2 separate regions of the Oryzias latipes genome follow, and region 1 is linked to region 2. Evidence: chromatin contacts called from public Hi-C data. All regions are on one chromosome and are shown on one strand. The core of a region is the stretch at or near the end of the contact, and the rest is flanking DNA. Distances in the headings are between cores, read along the strand shown. Region 1 overlaps LOC101168764 (insulin receptor). Region 2 holds the start of use1 (vesicle transport protein USE1).

Evidence for each region. Hi-C and Micro-C count contacts between places; a contact is called where the count stands out from the background.
Region 1: a Hi-C map of embryo shows a contact between it and region 2, with 3 times the contacts expected there. The contact joins the enhancer-like site here to the promoter of use1 in region 2. A contact is called at or near these places in 3 of 5 Hi-C or Micro-C datasets (embryo and gastrula embryo).

The regions. Positions count from the first base shown.
Region 1 is chr4:32,758,471-32,764,621 of ASM223467v1, reverse strand. LOC101168764 (insulin receptor) reads right to left here. Exons shown (of 23, transcript XM_023954639.1): 3 at 420-628; 4 at 218-351. Among protein-coding and RNA genes, the nearest start is that of LOC101168764, 56 kb to the right of the region's middle. Within about 2 kb of position 1,926, at least 8 of the 8 cell types and tissues checked have an H3K27ac peak or open chromatin away from gene starts, as enhancers often do. A contact at or near this core is called in embryo and gastrula embryo, where this site is marked.
Region 2 is chr4:32,659,599-32,665,692 of ASM223467v1, reverse strand. It overlaps use1 (vesicle transport protein USE1), which reads right to left and starts at 3,147. Exons shown (of 8, transcript XM_023954637.1): 1 at 3,004-3,147; 2 at 294-343; 3 at 108-186; 4 at 1-37. The coding sequence starts at 3,102. It overlaps myo9b (unconventional myosin-IXb), which reads right to left. Exons shown (of 43, transcript XM_023954632.1): 43 at 5,791-6,094.

The sequences.
Region 1 (6,151 bases), core at 677-3,176, 100 kb before region 2:
CCCAAAAGCTCCTCTTATGAACACTCATTATATTTTAAAGTGGAAAACGGCCTTTCTCTTGTTTGCTGCCTATATTTTCTAAAATGCGAAGGGCTGACATGTTGATGCTTCTCTTCTCTGCTCCTTTCACATTTGGTGTCTTTTGTACAAACATCTGAATGTTTAGCCCCTCTGCTTTAGTTGATGGTGGCATTTGAGGTGTGTAAACGATACGTACATGGTGGAGTTCAGGGTGGTGTATCCGGACGGACACTCTGGAATACAGGCCCCTTCATGGATGACGTACTCAACGCAGCTCGCCTCCCGGTCCTGGTTTTGTTTCTTTGTCAGCGAGCACTGGTCGTGGAGCTCCTAAAAGCCAAAAAGCACATGAGTCCTCCATTTCTGCTTGCGTCAAAAGTGTTTTCCTCGTCACCCACCTGGCAAAAAGAGAAGCTGACGCAGCGCCAGCCCCTGAAGACGAAGTATCCCGGAGGACATTTGTCCACGCAGGTGTTTCCATGCTGGAGGTTCCTGCAGGCCACACAGCTGCTGGCGTTGCCCGGCTCCCTGCAGCTGCCCAGGCACTGGTCGTGGCAGCACTGACCCCTGCTGTTGCACGCGCCGTGCTTGCATTTATCCAGGCACGCTGAAGGAAAGCAGAGCCAGAAGAAACGGTTCATATTGCCTTATTACATGCCATGATTCCACAACTGGGATGGAAGTTTAGAATGGATGACAAATATGCAGCCTTCCTATTTCTATTTTGATGGGGGGCGTTGAGGACATTCTGTGTGTTTTATCATGTCATCGGTTGACGTTTCATCCCCGTGCATTACTCTTGTATGGCAAGGGCTTTCGAAATAAAGTTTGAATTGATTTCATAGTTTGTAGGAGTGTACTGAAAAGGTTAATAGGCAAATAAAAACCCCAGAAGCGAATCCGTCTGGCTTTACAAGGCTTTTTACTGTAATGACTGATATTTACCTCCAACAGCAAACACATTTATTCACACTTACAGAATTTACCATATCTGCCCAGAAGAGCTATATTTGTGAAGGAATGCTCGGTGAAAAGGCAGCCTGTTCTTAGCAGCTATGTGTGGATGTAAACATCGCCGCCGGTGCCGAAAGGTCCAACTCAAATTTTAGAAAAGCTCAAACAATAGTGGGACTTTTTTTTTAAGGAAGCCTTCAGTAAAAACACGGTTCTATCCATGATTAGTTTTTCTGTACATAAAGTCTTTAAAAACAGGTTTTTCTTTCCAATGTGTTGAAAACAGCAACGTGTTAGCTTTCTGTGTTTCAGTGTCAGACAATTCAAACGCTTACACAGACTTATAAAGCAAAAACCTGACGTTCAGAATGAAAGACCTCTAAATTATGAGTCACACATCGATCACGCCGATCCAACAGACGAGCGGGTCCCTGTCAGAAACCATGCAAGGGGGGGGGGCACTGTTTTTCAGTCTGAACTGGATTCCAACATCACATGACCCGTCACAGACAAGGATACAGCGAGGACCCCCCTCTTGCCTAAACTGGAAGGCTGCCCAATGTGCTGCCTGAACAAAAGAGAACTGACAGGCTTGTGGGAGGCAAGATGGGAGGGGGGTCGACAGTGGGGTACGGGCTAAAATCATAGGGGCAGGAGGTGAGAATTCCTGTGAGGCAGATTTACTAATAAAGCTAAATAAAAGGCCACATGTGACCTATGGTGTAGTAGTTCATCCAGAGGTCGCTCCATTTTCTTTGCTGAGAGCTGTAAACCTACTATAGCACGCAATCGTCGCCAGCCCTCCCCCGCCCGCCGTGTGTACGTGCTGCAACCGGGGGAGGGCTGCCTGATCCCGCTCCAGATCCACGCCGGAGTGTCACTCCAGCCGCAGATCCACCCTCAGCTTCAGCCAATATATTTGCTGGCTGAGGGATGCAGCTATTCAGTGGCTTCTTCCATTTCAGGGAGGAGTGCTGGCCGGGGTTAACCCTGGCCTTGCTGGGCCAGACGGGGCAAACGCAGCCAAGGAGGCAGCGTTACAGGGAAGGCCGAGCTGCTGCTTTGGAGGACCAAAAAACAAGGACAGACCCATCGACCACTGGACAAAGTCTATTTATTTTTCACTCAAACAAAAAAAGTGCTAATTTATTGAAGTTTTCTTTTAGTTATTACAGATAGAAATTGAGCTCAATGAAAAATGGGATGCAGCAGGAGACTCTTAAACATCAGCACTTCTGCATAAAAAAGAAATGGAAGAGCTAAAAAAGTTAGCTGCTAATGCAAACGTGCTTCCGTCAGCTCATTCATTCATGCACCATCCTCCCCTCGGTCCCTCGCTACTCCTCTCCGCCACAGCGTTACCCAGCCTGCACCAGTGTCTGTCTGCCTGCCTTTCTAGGCCACTGGGCCCCGCCCACGTCCATTCATACAACGCCTTGGTGGGGGGGGGGGAAGGAGGCACGGACAAAGGGATCATTTCACTGACTTCCGAGGAGAAAAGGTGGCATCAGCATCCAGGTCAGGTTATCTGGCATGAAGATAAGCACATGCAAACACGGAACACGCTCCGTCTTATTCAATCATTTGCTCGTGTCTTCCTTCCACACCCGAACGGCTTCCAGTAAAGGTTTTGAATGCGAAGCCAGATCAAAGGTGTGCTGCGTTTACCTTTCATTTGGCCGCAGCAATAAAGAGCTGCTTAGTCCCTGTAATAAGGGAGGGAATCCAGGAGAAGCAGCCAATAGCAGGCAGCCACACACGGCTGCACTTCCTGCTCCTCACATAAAACCTCCCCTTTAATTGGTAGTGTTGTCTCAAGGCAGAAGTGCTGGGAACAATAACAAACATGTTTTTACCCCAGGGCCATTGACTCAGGAGAAAACATGCGCCTCGTCCACACATGCACACAGCTGCTGGGCTCACATCGACTAAAACTGGCCACGGTGGGAGTCCAACGCTTCAAAAGCTTCGCCGTGAACGCTCCGAGCTGTAAGACGTCCACCCTGAGACGGTCGAGGGAGGGGCCGCTAACATAAACATGCTGATTTCTGGGAAGAGGTGTGACGCCATCGCGACAAGCGGAAGTACGGATGGAAAAAAAACAAACGCCTGAATGCACTCACAAAAAAACAAACACTTTTTTACTATTAAGCAGCATATTGTCCTCCTGCAGCAGCTGACTTTATATTATTAAATGCCGGTGGCGCCTCCCTATGTTTACAAACCAAATGCATTTACAGTTTTCCTTCGTTAACCACAGGGGACACGTTCCATAAATAACCGGCAATTGATGCAATCCGTGAAGCACCATTACAGATGTCCAGGGCTGTAAAAGTCCCCAGTTTCTACATTTTTCTCAGAGACACTTTTCTCTCAAAACTCAAAATTTCATAAAAACCAAGTGCAATACTATCAAATGTATAGAAAGATCTGATTGCAATTAGAGATTTATGTTACTCACCAAGTAGCACAAAAAGTCAAATGAAATGACTAGATCAAGAGCCAATCACGACGCAGAACACAGTACGCTTTAAAAAACAGATGGAAAGTTGCACCAAAAAACCCACTAAACAGTGAGAAATGTCTATGAAGACTCATTCATCCAGGTTGATTCCATCATAGTAGTAGGTTTAGGGGTCATCTGGACTTACGGTAGTTTTTAAAGTTAGAAGATGCTTCACCTGAAACTGGATGGTATTGTCAACTTAGCCTGCATGGTTTCGGATCGTTAAGAGTCCTTTGTCCTTGATAAACAGTGAGACGGCAAAATACGGAGCTCTCTGTCTGTCGCTGCATCAATCTTAGCATCTTAGAGGTTTTCCAATGTTTTGCCGATTTCTACTTCATTAGTTTAGTGATTTTCTTTCACCAATCATCATTCACAACACTTATACAGGGTCAGATCAGGATCAGGTTCAAGTGTATAAAAAACTGATTGGAAATGTGAAAAATTGATATCATAAAGTAGAAAAAGTAGGAAAAAATTGAAAACAGTTTCAATCTACAAACTTTACCAAACGTTTGGAGAGAATACAGTAAAACACATCAGAGGAGGGATGACACGGGCGGCGCCAAAGACAGACAATGTTCTGGACCAGAAATGACATCACAATAACCTCCGTCTCCAAATGTCAATCATGTCCTTGTAGCCAATGGGCTCAAATCCCCGCCCCCACGTAAAATCAGGGTCAACATGGAAGCTAAAGTTCTAGGTTGAAACTGTAAACTGAGGACTGAAAGCGAAGAGGAGAAGGAGGTGTTTCTGTTTTATTTTTTACTTAAGTTTCATACTTACCTATTTTTCAAATTCTCAATATTTCTTTCATGTTTACAGAGTGTATCTTTGAATGACACTTTTTTCAAATAAAACAAACCTCAAATTGAAAGTATATTTTCCAATTATCTGTTCTTTTTCATATACTTTTACTGATCCTGATTTAACCCCAAACACTAAAGTCAATGACACAATGGAGTTTTGTTCCACACTTTGGTTCACCTTCAAATAACCCCAGACCTTCGCTGTTGAGCAGAACAGGGTTTGCTTGATTCATCTGCACTGGATTCAGGTGAGTGTTCACATTCGGCAACAGAGCATCTAAAGAAACAAACCCTGAATGTTCTATTTTATTGCGCTGGCCTAAACATACAAGCATATGACAGAAGTCATTCCACAGTTTATCCTGACAGCAGGACAGTAGAAAAGATCTCTGTCCTTCAAATGGTTCTATGATGGACATGCCAAAGCCTCTATCAGATTTTACAATCAACAGCACTGTTGCATTTTAAATTTAAAATAGTTTGTTGCTCATCTTTCTGGCTTACGTTATTACTGGACACAGTAAACACGTTAAAAACATTTCACGATCAGATAACAGTGGGTATTTCTGGGAATAAAGGCAATCTAGAAAACTGACTTGTTTCTTTGAAACAAACCTTTGCTTCATCATTAGCGTTAGCTTTGGCTAACGTATTATAACGTTAACCTCATTGCGGCAGAGCGAGGTTGGCACCGCAACGGGGTTAGCCGTTACCGTCACCTGGTTTCCTTTGCGTATCGAACAGTTGACTTTTCGTGCAAAACGTTTAAAAAAAATAAGAAGATGAAAGTAGTAATAATGGATTTACTATTTATTTGCTCTGTAAGTGACCATGGTATAAGTGGAACATTGGCCTTTGATGTGTCCATTATCAGAATTTAATGGATGACACGGGAACAGCGCGTTCAGTTGGTGTTTTTATATATATAATTACAAATATAGGAGCTTTTTTTGTCTCTCCTCTCTTGTAACCAAATGTCCCTGCCCTTTCCACACACATCTGCCTCAACATGTCTGATAGCTGACTTGCATAAACAGCAACATTCCATCCATGATCAAAACGAAAACTTCCCACATGGAAGAAAAGCCCCTGAAGAGCTCAGGCTGTCAGTTAAAGAGCAGGCACTGCTAAATCAACCTGCAGTGTTTTCACGGCTAAATAAACAAACATGTTCTCCATCTGCTGCGTGTTGATTCGCATCACACATCCGTCAGAACATCCAACTCTCATCTCCGTTTAAATCAAGTTTTTGTTAAAAACAGTGCAACTGTTTTAACTTCCCCAAGTCCCTCATTAAAGCAGCAGCGTCAGGAAGACAATCTTAGGCTACGTTCACACCGCAGGCTGAAACGACCCAATTCCGATTTATTTGCCCCATGCGACCTGTATCTGATCTTTTCATGACAGTCTGAACGACACAGATCCCATCTTTTCAAATGCGACCCAGGCCACTTGGGTATGTGGTCTTGAATCCGATACGTATCCGATCTTTTGAAATGCGACCTCCGTCTGAACGGCCAGGCCACATGTATCCGACCCGTACGTCATTGATACAAACGTCATCATTCTGCGTTGAAGTAGGCGGGAGCGAGAACATAAACATCAACCATGGTGGACGATGCTGCTGAGACCAGTCAGTGGAAGGGAAGCGAGGTCACCGATTGATTCATGCAGTATTTGGGGAGACAGCTCTATTCACGCCAAACTCAAGGGCTCTTATCGCAACCGGGCGGATTTTGAAAACATGTCCATCGAAATGGTGTTGAACCTTTCCCGCCATGACTTTTTTCCCCCCTTTCCGACTGCGGTCAGAAGCGCGGGGGACCGAAGGCGGATCCTCCTTCGGGGTTCACTTCCC
Region 2 (6,094 bases), core at 1,898-4,397:
GGAACTGGTTAGCTAAGGCCTTTTCCGTGGGTGAGGACTGCAGGAGCAACAAGGAACCATTCAGAGCAGAAAAGTCAGCCACAAAGGACTTCAGAGCCACATCTCACCAGCTTCTCAGCCTCCAGGAGTCCCTTCAGAAAATCCACTTTCTTGATGTATTCAGTCAGGATCTCTGGTGTGGGTTTGCTGAATGAAGACAGATCGTCAACAAAGCGCCATCTCTGTTTGGTTATTAATTAGAAATCAGTGCCATCAGCTAATATACGAGTAAAAATAGAACAAAGCCACTTTACCTGGGGTTTTTCTTCAAGGCTACCAGCATCTCCTCTAGAGCACCAACGTACTAAAAAAAACAGAGATTTGTCTATTTAGCTTAAAACTATAACTTTTTTTTTTTTTTTTTTTAACTTGTCCTGTCCAACAGCTGGGCAGACAGATGAGAGCTGAGGGCCTCTTGTGTTGGACATATTTTATTTTAACAACAGGGGTTATTAATCTTCAGACAAACCAAAGGTATGTCTGAATAAACCCCCTTTGTAATTGAGGCCAAACTTTATTAATTTCAAACATGTCTGAAAATCTTTGGTGTTGGACCGGACGGAAAAGGAAAGAGGGGAAGAAGAGGGAGGGACGATAGAGAGAGGGGGGGGTAGGGGGTGATAATAGGAGGGGAAGGGGGATAAGACCATGAAGCAGCATACAGCAACAAGTTTACTGTTTGTTAATCATTATGGTAAGGTTCAAATGTAGTAGTAAAAAAAAAAAAAAAAAAAAAAAAAAGGGGGCGGAGCCTGTCCACACACACACTGAAATGTATTAAACACACCTGCTAGCTGCAAAAATGTCCACCTGTCGACATGTACACAAAACAGATAGTGTTCACACGCATACTTATGCCTTTAAACCAACTAGTGTGAAATATTTCAGTCATGCAAACTGTTAGTGCAAAGGTGAGCTAACACCTGTGCTCAGGTGAGTGTTTATGTTCTTCTAAAATGGATGGTGGAATGTGAAAAGAAGGAGGGAGAGTGCCCAGCCATCCCCACACCAAGACCCCCACCGCAGCAGCAGCGGCAGCCGGAATCCCCCCAACGCCACACGGGAACCGGCAGGGAACAACCGCCGCCCGGGCGACCAAGCCCGCCACCCAGGCCAGGACCAGCAGGACCGCCGCAAGGCCCCCAGAGCCAGAGGCCAGGGAGGCGCGGAGGGAAAGAGAGCGCCGCCCCAGCCCAACCAGGAGAGCAGCCCCCCCGCCGCGCCGGGAGAACCCAACGCAGGGCCCCACCGGAGAAGGACGCCCACAGCCCCAAACGAGCACCCCACCACCACCCAGGAGTTCCGGGCAACCCCCCGCCCCAACCCCAGGTACGAGCCAGGACCCCCCAAGGGAGACCCGCTCCGCACTCCAGGTAGCCACCCGCCCGGCCCACGGTTGGTCCAGGGAGGAGCGAGGCAGGGGCCCGCCGCCCCCGCCCAGGAGGGGGGAACCCCGGGGAAAGAAAGAGGGCCCACAAGGGGTGTTATAAATATCGCCCGACCAGGCTCGGCCACAGTTGGAAATTTGGCGGGGCCCAGCACTCAGGAGCGAGGACCAGAACCCACCCCCCAGGGACCAGACACCCCCGGCTCAGATGTAATGTGAACCCCCCCACCGTGCGGAGAGAGCACCGCCGGGCCCAGGAAGCCGGCACCCCGGGGACACAGCCGCCGTTGCAATAAAACTATAACTTAACTTTAAAAACAGCATTTGAGTTCAATCTTAAATCTAAATATGCGAAAAACTATAAAGACAAAAATAATTATTTAGGCAATAAAAAACAAAACAGACAAGAAAAATATGTATAAGGAAGGAAAGAAGCAGTAGAAAATGTTTGGGTTCGACACTTTGGAAGAGTTTGATGTCTGAATCTTTCTAGAAAAATCCCAGAATTCTGGTCTTCAGGTCAGCCACACTTTCACATTTCATCTAGAAGACCTGCTGTTAAAGAATTCAGGTTAATTAAGTTTAACAACCGGATGCTATGCGAGCAGATATTTATGTCGGCAAAGGTACGGAACCTTCAGAACATCAGCCGACCTTCCTCATCCATTTGCATCTTCTCACATATTACTCACTTCATCTTTCTTTCTTTTTTCTACACCGCTTACGTTTTCAGGACATTTTTAACCTAAGTTCTCCATCAGCAGCTGAAACTGAAGATCAGCCAAACAGATTCTGGATCAACCTTTAAAATGCAGCCGACCTGGAGACCAGAACCCTGAGAACACGACCAGGACGAGCCGGAACCTGAGAAAAATACGACATGTGAAAGAAAAGCCTTTTTCTGAACTAAAGACACAAAATGGACTGTTTGGCACTAAAACAACAGAAGAGGAGCAAGCTCCGGCTTCCTACCACCGTCCAGAAACATGCTTGACAGGTCCATCTAAATTATCCATAGGTGTGATTGTGAGTGTGAGAGTGCATGGGTGTGTGAGTGTGAGAGTGCGTGGGTGTGTGAGTGTGAGTGTGAGAGTGCATGGGTGTGTGAGTGTGAGATTGTGAGAGTGCGTGGGTGTGTGAGTGTGGCCCTATGACAGACTGGCGACCTGTCTTCACCCGTGAGAGGTCGGGATAGGCTCCAGCAGCCCCGTGACCCCGAAAGAGAACAAACGGATTAGAAGATGAAAAATGAATGAACGGTGTAAACAGCTGCACATGTAGACGAGGACTTAAGAAAGAGGAAAGAAAAAAACAAATGAATGTTTTCCCGCGAATAAACTACTAAATGACTGTTGGCATTTTTAGGCACAATGTGTATCATACTCTGCAAATTTCCTTAAGAAATCTGGTTAAACTAAAGTAATTCAGTGCAGCACTCATAAACTACAGCTCAAAGAAACCAGTCTGGTTTTAGTGACGACGTGGCTAACAGCGGCTAATAGCTGCACAGCTAACCCCAACAACACCCACTATTCAGTTCTGCTGCTAAAACATCCCATAATTTCAGACTTCCTTACCTTCTCTAGCCTCCATTCTGTCTCCCCTCGCTTCTCAGACGCTATAGATTCACAGCGAGACAACAATCTGATGAAATTAATCTCCAATCTTGAAGCCATGTTTGACGCTGACACACGGTCGCGGAAATCTGACGTCACAGGAAAAGACCGCTAAGGAGGGGGGGGGGGGGTGTTTCATTTTGAAAGGTAAATTCTAAATTCTCTAAATCTCTACACACTTTGTTACCACTGAAAAATATATCAATAATTTTTTTTAAAGTTTCCTCTGTAGATGTATTTTAGATAGAAATATTATAATCTGTGGATGTATTTCTATGTTCACAACAGGAAGGAAGCCTTTTGTTTTGTTTCTTTGTAAGTCTTCATGTTGCAATAAACTTTTCGTGTTTTAAAATAAATGTTGAAGCATTTCTGGACGCTTGAATTTTCCAATTTTCCCTTTCAGACCAAAAAGAGATTAGAGGTTAGAAAAAAAAAAACAGAGCCAAAAGTAATACACTTGTTTTTTTTTTAAATTAAATATACTTTAGTAAAAGTATAGCAAGTATTCTGTAAAGCTATTTCATACCATTTTATACCATGTATAAAATATATGTTTATAGTATTTTTTACCATGTGTGGGTAGTTTAGGAAGTAAATTAACTGAATTCTTCAGACTAAATTGGAATATTTTAAGTTTACAAAATATATAGATAGTACATAAAAAGTAAAGTTCAAGTATACGGCCTTAGTTAGTAGTAAACTAAGCATGCTCGTAGTATACCTGAATAGACTACTTTTTGCGATGTGAGTACTCACTAGTCCATGCATATGACTAAAATAATTTATATATTTAAATAAGTACTTCTCAGAGTATTTTGCTGACTTGGCAAAAAACCCGGTTCAGTGACTCCAGTGTACAGCTTCTTAATACTTCAAACGTGCATAGTATAAAAGACAAATATGGATTAATCACACATAAGGTTCTGTTAGTAATGGATGTTTAGTGTGACTTTTTGCAGAAAAAGTGCAATAAAGGTCACCGTTCAAAAAGGCAGAATTCAGGGAGTTTTTTTTTTTTGTTTTTTAAACTTGTCTTGTCCAGAACTGAGGGCCTCTTGTGTTGGACATATTTTCAGGGAGTTTTTCTAAACACAGTGAACCAAAACAGAGACTTACCTGAACTCCACAAATCCTGTTCAGCCGGTTATTCTGCATTAATGTCTTCAATGACCTTTTTACTTTGAAAATAATTGGAAGCAAAGCAAAAACCTAAAAAACCAATTAACATGTTAAAATAAAGTCTTTTCTACACCAAAGGCAAACTCAGAATACCCCAAACTGATGAAACACCACCATGTTATTTTATTAAAACGACTACTTCTTTGAGCTCTTCACCTTTTTAAAAAACAAAACTGTAAGATGATTGGCAGCAATGACCTGTGCTTAAGCTCATCATCTGTAGTATTTCCAAAACGACTTAACTAGGAGAAAACCATTTTTTAGACATGAAGGTGTTTTGGAAAGCTGCAGATACTTAGCTCTCTGAATTCAAAAATCCCTTCTGCTCCACAAGAATGTGGCTAAAAAATGAAAGTTTCAGTTTATTTCCTTTATTTGAGAACTAAAAGAGACTGCTCATGTTCTGCAAATGCAGGGAAATAGACGGTTTGAGAAAAAGGAACATGCTGAGGCTGCAGGAGGTTTGTGGGGAGCGAGGGCTGCTCTGAAATGTTCTAAGACACACCTGATCCAGGTAAGCAGTCATGGTTAACAAGAGCTGGAAACTGCGCAGACACATTGGCCCTGGAGGCCCCCATCCTGGGGTTAGATGAAGGATTTAACGTGGTGATCCTGAAGGGAGCAGCAGGAAGACAAAGATTGAACCGCTAAAGGGGAAATGAAAGTGCAGCTGTGAGAGAAAAGCCACTTCTAGGAAACATCTGTAATAAAATAAAGGCTGCAGACGTCAGGAGGAGCATTGGCTGCTGGGTAATGGAGGAGCAGAAACATCAAAGTTTCTAGAGGAGCTAGAATTCTGTCAGTACTACAAGGACCAGAATCCTTTAGCAATTCTTACTGCAAACCTTAACCCTTTAAGGGAAATGTAGGACTTGGTCAAAAATGAATTTTGGGTACAGTGACCCCCCCCCCCCCCCAAATGATGACATCACAGTGGGAAAACCAAAACACAAGTGTTGGGGATATCTAGGGATGACATTATTATGGGATGGCCACAGGATCTACAGCTTGGCACCCATTTTCTGTCAAAGTGTGAAATTTGGTGATTTTCACATTTTCCACAATATGGGAAAACATTTGAATTCAAGCAACCTTCCCAAAATGTCCCACACATCCCAGCAGCTGTCCGAATTCCCTCTCTCCTCCCCAAACAGGGAGGGAATATCCAAAGATCTGGATTTTAAAAACAATTCGGAGACTCCGCTCACTACTTTTTTTTAACGTTGGTGTCACAGATTTCCCAGCGTAAAAACGGATCCATTTACGGAGGCTATTTATGATGCCTACTGATGATGAAAGCGCTGGTTTATAAAAAACAAAAAGATTAATATACATTTTTCTCACAAAGGTTGTTCAAACGCAATGCATTGTGGTCTATATCCGCCACAGTAACCCCCCCACCATCTTGTGCTCTCAAACGATGTCAGGTTTCTGTGAGCTGGTCTGACAATAAGCAAAGGCAGGAGATGTCCAGTAAAGAACAGACCCAGAGATCTATAGAAGCTATATGATGCACTGCAAAGAAGTCCGTGGTGAAGGAATTTGGACACAACCCAAGCCTGGAACTTTGTTGATCAAGGCCATCATATCTTTATTATCCAGCTCTCAAAAGGGCCGTTCCCGTCGCTCAAACGTGTTTTTTTTACTGGAACATTGTCGATACATGAATCGTTGGCTCCTGCTGAATGAAATGATGTGACATACGACACGGACACATCAACAATGTGGGCGTGGTTAAAAAAAACTCCCAGGTGACCAATACATAAAATGGTTGCTATGGCGATAAACCAACAGAAAAGCGGCATTTTGAAAAAAGTGCTTTTTCATTGAATTAGTCAATCCTCCTGGGGGAGGACCCCTCCCTCATGTG